Regions from separate parts of the Danio rerio genome. Here region 1 is linked to region 2. The links are chromatin contacts, called in public Hi-C maps. All regions are on one chromosome and are shown on one strand. Each heading gives the region's core, a stretch centred on a gene start, on an enhancer-like site or on the middle of the called end of the contact. The rest is flanking DNA. Distances are from core to core; before and after follow the strand shown. Region 1 holds the start of sccpdhb (saccharopine dehydrogenase b). Region 2 overlaps ankef1a (ankyrin repeat and EF-hand domain containing 1a).

Region 1 (4,901 bases), core at 887-3,386, 97 kb before region 2:
ATATAATAATTTACAGTAAATGAGTTATAGTGTTTTAGAACCACATTATAGTAAAGTATATTATATTGTATCTATTCTAGTCTATAACTCTTTGTAGATAAATGCATCAGCATACTGTAGTATTAACTGATAAACTGTAATAAATCATGTAAAATACTTGCAGTAAACTGTGATGTAATTTAGTATATATATATATATATATATATATATATATATATATATATATATATAGGGTTGTCGCGATACCATTAATAATCTTACGATACTATACCAGCTACCTTGCCATACCAAGTAGTATTTGAATACTATAAGTCATAACATAAATCAAATTATGCTATATTTTATATTATAATAGGCCTACTTAAATTTAATTCATAATTCCTTCAAGGCCAAAAAGTATTATTTGCATGTCACTTCACCTAATATTTATTTATTCCTTTTGTTTATTTTGTAGATAACTGGCCAACAAAAATACATTAAAATAACTGTACAAATTATACCTAATGAAATTTGTTACAAAAGAGCATGTTTGCCAACAAAATTAGGTTATATGAAGTGGTCAAAAAATAGTTTCAATGTTTCCTGTTGCTATTTTGGGGTTTTCATCTATTGTTTTTTAATCAGTCCTATCAGGTAACAATCCAAAGTAAGTTAAAATTTTACTTTGGGAATTCTTTTAAAGATTGCCAGGATTGTTGTAGCTACTAAATCATATTAAGAGGAACAGAAATGAACCGATTTAGATGTGCATTTGAACTGAAGCGTTAGAAATGTGCAATAGGCTACAATAAAAGGTGCGAATTCTACACAGTTTTGCAACCATAAAGAACTCCACAGACTATTAAAATAAAATAGTCCCTCCTGTTCCACAAATGTGTGAGTATTTTAGTGGCTGTTTCACATGCAATATTATCTATGTTGCTACCCTAATACAGTGGAAGTCAGAATTATTAGCCCCCCTTTGAATTTTGTTTCTTTTTAAAATGATGTTTAACAGAGCAAGGAAATTTTCACATTATGTCTGCTAATATTTTTTCTTCTGGAGAAAGTCTTGTATTATTTCGGCTAGAATAAAAGCAGTTTTAATTTTTTTCTGATTCATTTTATATAGTATTTTTTATCGACTGTCTACAGAACAAACCATCATTATACAATAACTTGCCTAATTACCCTAACCTGCCTTGTTTACCTATTTAACCTAGTTAAGCCTTTAAAAGTCACTTTAAGCTGTATAGAAGTGTCTTGAAACATATCTAGTAAAATGTTATTTACTGTCATCATGGGAAAGATAAAATAAATCAGTTATAAGAAATGAGTTATTAAAACTATTATGATAAAATGTATAAAAAAAATCTGCTCTCCATTAAACAGAAATTGGGGAAAAAATAAACAGGGGGGCTAATAATTCTGACTTCAGCTATATATATATATATATATATATATATATATATATATATATATATATATATATATATATATATATATATATATATATATATAAATATATATATATATATATATATATATATATATATATATATATATATATATATATATATATATATATATATATATATTGATATATATAATTGTACAAAACTTACTGTACATTATTATGTAATTTGTCTATTACCTATATTGTATTATATTTATGTTATATTAGATTTTATTATATTATCATAGCAATTATAGAATTACCACAACATTTAGTTCAAGTACTTTACAATAATATGGTTCAATAAAGCACAAACATTACAAAAACCAAACTGTTTTCTACAAATTACTATAGTGTTTTTTATGTGGGAAGGTTAGTGCTGTTGTGGTTAAATCAGATGAATGCATATGAAGTAACTTGTATTAAAAATAATAATATTAATATTTTAAAATAAATGTAAATAAATAGAAACATTCAGTCTAACTTTTAAGTTGACAGCATTTTACTGATTTAATTTAATAAAAGGAAGCTATTTTATTAATTGACATTCAACCGGCGTTTATTGTTTGGTCAGGTGAATTTAAATATTTTTTTCCGTACTTTTATGTATAAAATATGTTACATTGTTAAAATATGTGGTCACAATATCTGAGTATCCACCTGCTTGCATCATTATCTGTAATATCGTCTTTCCAGCGCAAGATGTCGCTCTACTTCAACGTGTGTCAGTTCCTGGATTTTGCACCACAAACGGTTGATGGCCGATCTGCAGTTTATCAGAAACACAATCTGATCAAAAACTGTCTTCAGCAGTATTTCTGCACTGATACTGCAGTGACTGACCCTGGAGGTGCAGCAGAAGTGATCGTCCCAACCTCGTCACGTCACTCGGATCTCAGACACAATGGCGGCGCTCAAAACGTCCAGCAAGAGACCGTATCACCTCATAGTTTTCGGGGCGAGCGGCTTCACCGGACAGTTCGTGGTGGAGGAGGTCGCGCGGATCATTGAAGAGGGTCCAGGCGGGACTTTACAGTGGGCTGTAGCGGGACGAAGTCGACACCGACTGGAAAAAACCCTCAGTCAGGCAGCTGACGCTCTGAGTACGTCTTTCACACTGTTTACATTTGCGTTTGACAGGAACTTATCAGCTTACTCAGTGTCCATAACAATTTAAAACATTAACGAATTGAATAGGACAAAAAGGCTTACTGTGTTTAAAATTAGTGCCACAAAACATCAGTTTTGTACATATAAGTAAGGATTAAAAAAAAAAAAACACATTCAATATATAGCTACAGCATATAGTAGTGGAGAGTGGGGGCAGTTGCAACAAGACTTATTCCTCCATTCAGGAATGAGCTAGTGATGATGTTCATAACTACTACATATTCTTCAATCCTCAGACCCTCCTGAAATCAGCTTAATGTGACCATTCCTTTAGTATAAAACTAATTTTAGGTAAAAAAAAAAAAAAAAAAAAAAAAAAAATATATATATATATATATATATATATATATATATATATATATATATATATATATATATATATATATGTTCAGAAAATTTCTTAAACTGTCTAAACTGTTTTTTTTGAAACATTATTCATTTGTGTAATTTAAGTCACTGTTTTCTTAGCTTTAAATAGGAATAGCTATCAAGCATTAAAGCTATTGTATCTCAGCATAGACAGTTTAATCAGGGTTGACAATTGGGTCCTCAATTACAAAATAAATTTTTAAAGTTTGCCATAACAATGTACATATTATATTTTATCACAGTTTTAATGTAATTTAATTTAAAAAAATGATTTCCTTGATTAACTAACGCATTTCAAAGTTCAAAGAAGTAGTCTAGTAAAGGTTCAGTGTAGAGTTTGAGTGTTTCTATGCCTGATAATTGGTTGTTGCATGTTATTTTAATAATCTGTGTTTATATGGCCAATTTGACGTTTTAAATCATTTACATTTAGTAAATAAAAAATTCAACCTGATGTTTTAAAAAAGAATTATTACATTTCAATGAGTGTTGCAACTGTCCCTGTGGGTTGTTGCAACTGTCCTACTGCTCGGGGTCAGTTGCAATGTTTGACTTTGTCTGTTTAAGTTTAAATTCTGCATATATTATCATATGTACACATATTATAGCAATGGGAGTGGGTGTCCAAGAGATGTGGGTTTATTATATTAAATTTTTGAGATTCCAGAAAAATCTGATTAACTGGAGGAAATGCAAGGAGTGTTGCAACTGTCTCCACTCTCCCCTAATCTAAATAAAGATAAAACACAAAATGTAATATATATAAAATAAATGGTATCTCATTGAGCTTTACTATACTTTTATTATATTACTGTACATTATTTTATTATCAAAAATATTTAAATAATACAACTTTTTAAAATGATTTAATGTTTAAATAAAGTTTTCTGAGATACCATTTCATTAATTTTCTTTGCGGCTTAGTTCCTTTATTCATCTGTGGTCGTCACAGCGGAATGAACCGCCAACTTATCCAGCATGTTTTACACAGCGGATGCCCTTCCAGCTGCAACCCATCATTGGGAAACAAACAAACACACACACACACACACACACACACACACACACACACACACACACACACACACACACTACAGACAATTTTTTAGCTTACCCAATTCACCTGTACCATATGTCTTTAAACTTGTGGGGGAAAACGAAACACTCTGAGGAAACCCACGGAACACGGGGAGAACATGCAAACTCCACACAGAAATGCCAACTAACCCAGCCGAGGCTCGAACCAGCAGCCTTCTTGCTGTGAGGCGACAGTACTACCTACTGTGCCACCGCGTCACCCCCATTTTAACTTCTGTATTTAATTGAGTTTTACATGTATTAGAAATTTAAATAAGCTTTAAATAATGCATATATATTGGAATTGTAGGGTTCTATCTGCATTCTGAATGATTTTGAGATATTGAACTTTAAAGGTTTTGCATTCCATAGCAAACAGTATGTGTAACATCTGTTTTTTCAATAAAAAGTCTTAAAATGGTAAAAACTTATGAGAAAACATCATGTAGAAATCCCATAATGTAAATTAGTTGTTATTTAATACGAATATGTCAATAACTCAATTTTGACAAAGAAGTCAGAAAGAACCTTATAATTCTAAGGTGACGATAAGGCAAGACTACATTTTTACTTTAATGCAATGCTACACCACAGTACTTCATTACTAGGCCAAACAGAATTACTATGTACATATGTTATTTAAGATGGGTCATAACTTGTATTAAGTGTACACTAATATATCCATACTGTTATTATGAGCAGACATGAAACAGTCAGTTCATGGTATTAGATGAGCTTCAGAGGATTTTGTCAGTTGAGATTATCTGATGGGATTACAGGGATTGAGAATATTGTTGATTAAAGGCATAATGTTTGGGCAATTCAATCCTCATCTGAAATTGCCTGTACT
Region 2 (4,755 bases), core at 1,258-3,757:
AAACAGGCTGATAATATTGACCTTAAAATTACTTTTTAAAAAATTTAATCTGCTTCTATTCTAGCCGAAATAAAACAAATAAGACTTTCTCCAGAAGAAAAATATTAACAGACATACTGTGAAAATTCCCTTGCTCTGTCAAACATAACTTGGAAAATAATTAAAAAAGAAAAAGAATTGAAAGATGGGCTAATAATTCTGACCAACTGTATGCTACCTGAAAAAAGTCTTGTCGTCAATCCCAGTTGTAAGAGCAATAAATAATAGCTTGACTTTAGGTTGATCGTTTGGAAAAGTGGTAGAAGGTAAATTTTCCCGATGAATCCTCTGTTGAACTGCATCCCAATCATCACAAATACTGCAAAAAGACCTAAGATCCTAAGAACCCGCATGGACCTAAGATTCTCGTAGAAATCAGTCAAGTTTTGTGAAAAAAACATCATGGTTTGGGGTTACATTCAGTATGGGGGCGTGTGAGAGATCTGTAGAGTTGATGGCAACTTCAACAGTCTGAGGTATCAGGACTTTTGTGCTGCCCATTATGATAATATCCATAGGAGAGGGCAAATTCTTCAGCAGGATAGCGCTCCTTCTCATACTTCAGCCTCCACATTAAGTTCCTGAATGCAAAGAAGGTCAAGGTGATGCAGGATTGGCCAGCCCAGTCGCCAGACATGAGCATTATTGAGCATGTCTGGGGTAAGATAGAGGAGGCATTGATGATGAATCTAAAGAATCTTGATCTCCTTCTTTGTCATTCCAGATGACTTTATTAATAAGTTATTTGAGTCATTGCAGAGATGTATGGATGCAGTCCTCCATGAGAATCAGACACAATATTAATTATTTTTCCACTGGACCATGACTTTATATTCTATACTGTACATTATTTCTGTTAAGTGACAAGACTTCTAAGCAAAGTCAGACCTTACAGTACTAATTAAATAATTAATAATCAAGGCATGATGATATTTTATTTAGGTAAACTAAGCTTAATCTAGAGGCCAAGACCTTTGTCAGCTAGTGTTTAAGAAATCTGTAATATATATATATATATATATATATATATATATACATATATATATATATATATATATATATATATATATATATATTTTTTTTTTTTTTTTTCTAAAATCCTGTTAAACACAGCAATGTTCTTGAGTATAAAGATAAAAAACAATGTCAGTTGAGATTAATTGACATGCACGCATTAATGTGCAAACATACGCCCATGTAAAAACAATGTGTATCTGTGTACTCTTTCCTCTTAAAAGATCTTGTTTGTACTGAAGCCAAGAGCATTGATTTTATTAAATATTCACACCATTTCCATCCCTGACTCACCCCACACTACTCTGTGTTTCCCACATCTACAGTGAAGAATGTCACCAACGGGTTCACACTCACACTATCACTTTCATTCGCCCTGTCCTTCTCTCTCTGACGCACTCTGAGCCACCCCTATTTCCCTCTCTCTCTCTGCCACTCTCACATTTGCTCTTTTGTTGTTTTATCTTCTCTTCCTCAGCCTCCGTATCAAACATAGTCAAAAATTGGATTCAGACACACATGCAAACACCAAAATCCATATATATCGCTCCGTTGCTAGTTACAGTATCTGATAATTGACACAAATTCTCCATAATCTGATGGATGTGTGGAAAGCCAGTAATTTCAATAGCCTTGATTTATAAGTGTTGGTTTTGACCATTTATTTTGTTATGTAACCATACTCAACAGAGCTTGAAGGCAAAGCAATCTAACGATCTAATTCTGTGGTAAACGCTGGTATCAGCAGACATGGGCGCTTTTAATCAGATCCACGTCGTACAAATACAAAACACCTTATCTCTGTTTTTCAGATGCCAGTGTTGACATTTACTGACGCTGCGGTTACAGTAAATGTGTTTCTACGTTGATTTGGCACTCAGATTTATTTCTTTAACGCTGTGCGAATGCTTTTTGCTAAATTGTGGTATTTCACTATTGATTTTTGAGCAAAAAAATGCATCAGAAAGACAGCAGCTATGATTCAAAAAGCATAAAATCCATAAATGCATATGCTGACTAAAACTTCAACTACATGTGATCTAAATTAAAGATCAAAATGCAACTCTAAACAATCACAATTGTCTTGGCTGCCATTTTGCAGCACTGTGCTGAGGCTGTAACACAAGAGTCCCAAAGGAGCTTAGAACAACCATCCAAAACACGCTGTAAATGTAAACACTATGGCGCCATCTGTTGGCCAAACAGATCAACAGCGAGATAAAAAAAATACAAGAGTGGCGCATTTACTTATACCAGAAAGAATCTAGAATCTACTCCAAGGCCATTGCTGTCTTAGTAGAGAAAATACAAATGGCTTACATTAGCAGACAGTTTTAATGTACTCATTTCCACTACAACTAAGTCAGACCTGGCTAATCAGTAGTTACTGTATCCATTTTAGTTAAAGCTAGCTTGGTTTTCTGAGATAAACAACATGAGGGGTTTTGCGCAACGCTGCCTGTGGTGAAAGGCCTGTACTCAGCACAGCCGACAGACGCTGAGACATGGAGGAGACTAACTGCATGCCAGCACGTAGGCAGCAGCTCTCATCTCATGCCTCTCCTAAACGCATAATCAATCTTACTTACCGTACCTCCCTCTCTGAGACGACAGAGAAACAGCCGTGAGACGTGCGCTATAATCCCTAAGTCACTACAGCATCAAACAAACAGTATATAAGTACCAAAACTACAGATGCCCAATGCTAAATATGATTTTATTATGGTAAGGAAGGTTGGAAGATAGCCAGGGCCTGGTGATAAAATGGAAAAGGTCCCTGTTTTCTTCCTGCATCTAAACATGCCTACTTTTATACCACTTAAAAGGCAATCAACAGTATGTGAGTTGAGTAGTATGTACAAATTTAAAGTAGGCAACGAGAGAGGATTTGTGAATGGCAAGTGAAGCAACACAATTGATAGTGTATGTGACATACAGTGACAACCTGCAGATATTCCACCAATTAGTGTGTGTATTAAAGGCTCAGTTCACTCCAAAATGAAAATTCTGCTATTGATTGTCCTCATGTTGTTCCAAAACTCCCTTACAAACACAAATTAATATTGTGAAATCTGAGAGCTCCCTCATCCTCTAAAAACGGCAAGCTTTCCAACTCGTTTAAAGTTCAAAAAATACGAAAAAACATATTATATGCCTTCAGAGTTTCAATCAGAATACTATCAAGGATAGATATCAATACATAAACATCAATAACACTAAAATAATGACATTCTCAGGAGTCTAGAATGACACTAGGTTTAGTAGTTCATCACAATTTCATTTGAGTGAACTTACCCTTTAAGACACACTGTATATCTTATTGTCTGTCATGTTGTTAATGTATAGTAAAAGCAAAGACTATAGAATACACAAGATGTGTCACTCGTATAGTTTTGAATGGGGAAAAGTGGCAAATATGGTGAATGAATTCCCGCCTACTAGTACAGGAGCCAATCATCGATCGCTATAGACTGATGTTTATCAGAGGGAGAAGTTTGGACCAGACGTGTGTTTTTACGACAGTTTGGTGGTCAACAAATCCACTGGAATTTCAGCGAATACATGCTTCACAGACATAAGAAATATATCTGAATAAAGCTTTACTTTTAAATTAACCAAGTACACTTGAAAACAAAAGTTTTCTGTTTGTGTAATTTGTATGAAACAAACGTGAGGTACAGTCCCTCCTGTCTGTAAATGCACGTCACATGACAGCAATTACTCAAATGCCCACAAACTTGTAAACAAAGAGTCACTTTTATTTCTGCAAGAGACTCGAGAAAGTTGTGATTTACTTCAGAAGAGCAGCGCGATCTGACAAAGCATTATCCAGAGGATGATAATGTGTAGAACAGCCATAAGTGAGGTTGGTGTCGTGATCTTGTTACTTTCGAGTGCGCATTAACGTTGGCAACCTGAAAATATGGCGATTTTGTTTGATTTGGTCTTTTAAAAACTAATCTTATGAGACGGTTGTTGTTTAACTTTATTAGTGATTCCAAATATGTATTGTAATTGTAAGCTTGGCAAACAGTTTTAGAGAATTTGATGTTTCCCCATTCAGACAGAATGCCCGAGCATACTGCCCAAGAGGCGTTTTGAAGATGGCAATGTGTTTCAAAGAAATGACTTGTCTTAAAGAGACTTGGGTAAAAGCACAAGCTACAATGTAATACCTCTCTTCTATGGAGTCTGTGCAAATCCCTTAAAATAATAGTTTTTGCTTTTGCACTCATCAATATTTCTACACTTTTTCAGTTTTAGAAAAGACATAGAGCTCACCTGTTAGTCAGTGAGCTCAAACTCCATAGATTTCTTCTGAATGTTTTTATTGAAAGGCATCTTAAAGTCATCAAAGTCCACCTCAAAACTGAAACGTTGCCTCCTCCTTGCCATCCTGTCCATCAAATCTCTGGTGGTCAGATGGTTTTGCCAGTTCTGCAACAGAAGCACAGTAGCACAGAAAAAAAGACATAATAATCCACTGAAAGCAAACCTGCAACCACATCACATTTTTTAATTAACAGTGTGTGAAAACATGTTTGTGTAAAAATAGATTTGATTACATATAATTCTAAAAATGTTTTATATAAGTGTTTTGAATACTACATTTTACGATTGTGCAATTAAATAATTAACATCTACCAAAAACTCTGAGAAAAATATGTAGATTTGTAGATTTTGCCTACTATATATAAAATA

The links. A called contact is a pair of places that touch in the nucleus more often than the background predicts.
Region 1: a contact with region 2 is called in a Hi-C map of an unstated tissue, with 8 times the contacts expected there. The contact joins the promoter of sccpdhb here to the enhancer-like site in region 2. A contact is called at or near these places in 3 of 18 Hi-C or Micro-C datasets (caudal fin, embryo and an unstated tissue).

Annotation. Positions count from the first base shown.
Region 1 is chr20:38,273,212-38,278,112 of GRCz12tu, reverse strand. sccpdhb (saccharopine dehydrogenase b) reads left to right here and starts at 2,136. Exons shown (of 12, transcript NM_001005574.1): 1 at 2,136-2,538. The coding sequence starts at 2,340. LOC110438184 (a long non-coding RNA gene) reads right to left here and starts at 2,554. Exons shown (of 2, transcript XR_002456236.2): 1 at 2,096-2,554. It also overlaps a transcript of cnstb not described here.
Region 2 is chr20:38,176,958-38,181,712 of GRCz12tu, reverse strand. ankef1a (ankyrin repeat and EF-hand domain containing 1a) reads right to left here. Exons shown (of 9, transcript NM_001025543.1): 9 at 4,339-4,491. The coding sequence ends at 4,339. Among named protein-coding and RNA genes, the nearest start is that of ankef1a, 19 kb to the right of the region's middle. Within about 2 kb of position 2,507, at least 7 of the 62 cell types and tissues checked have an H3K27ac peak or open chromatin away from gene starts, as enhancers often do.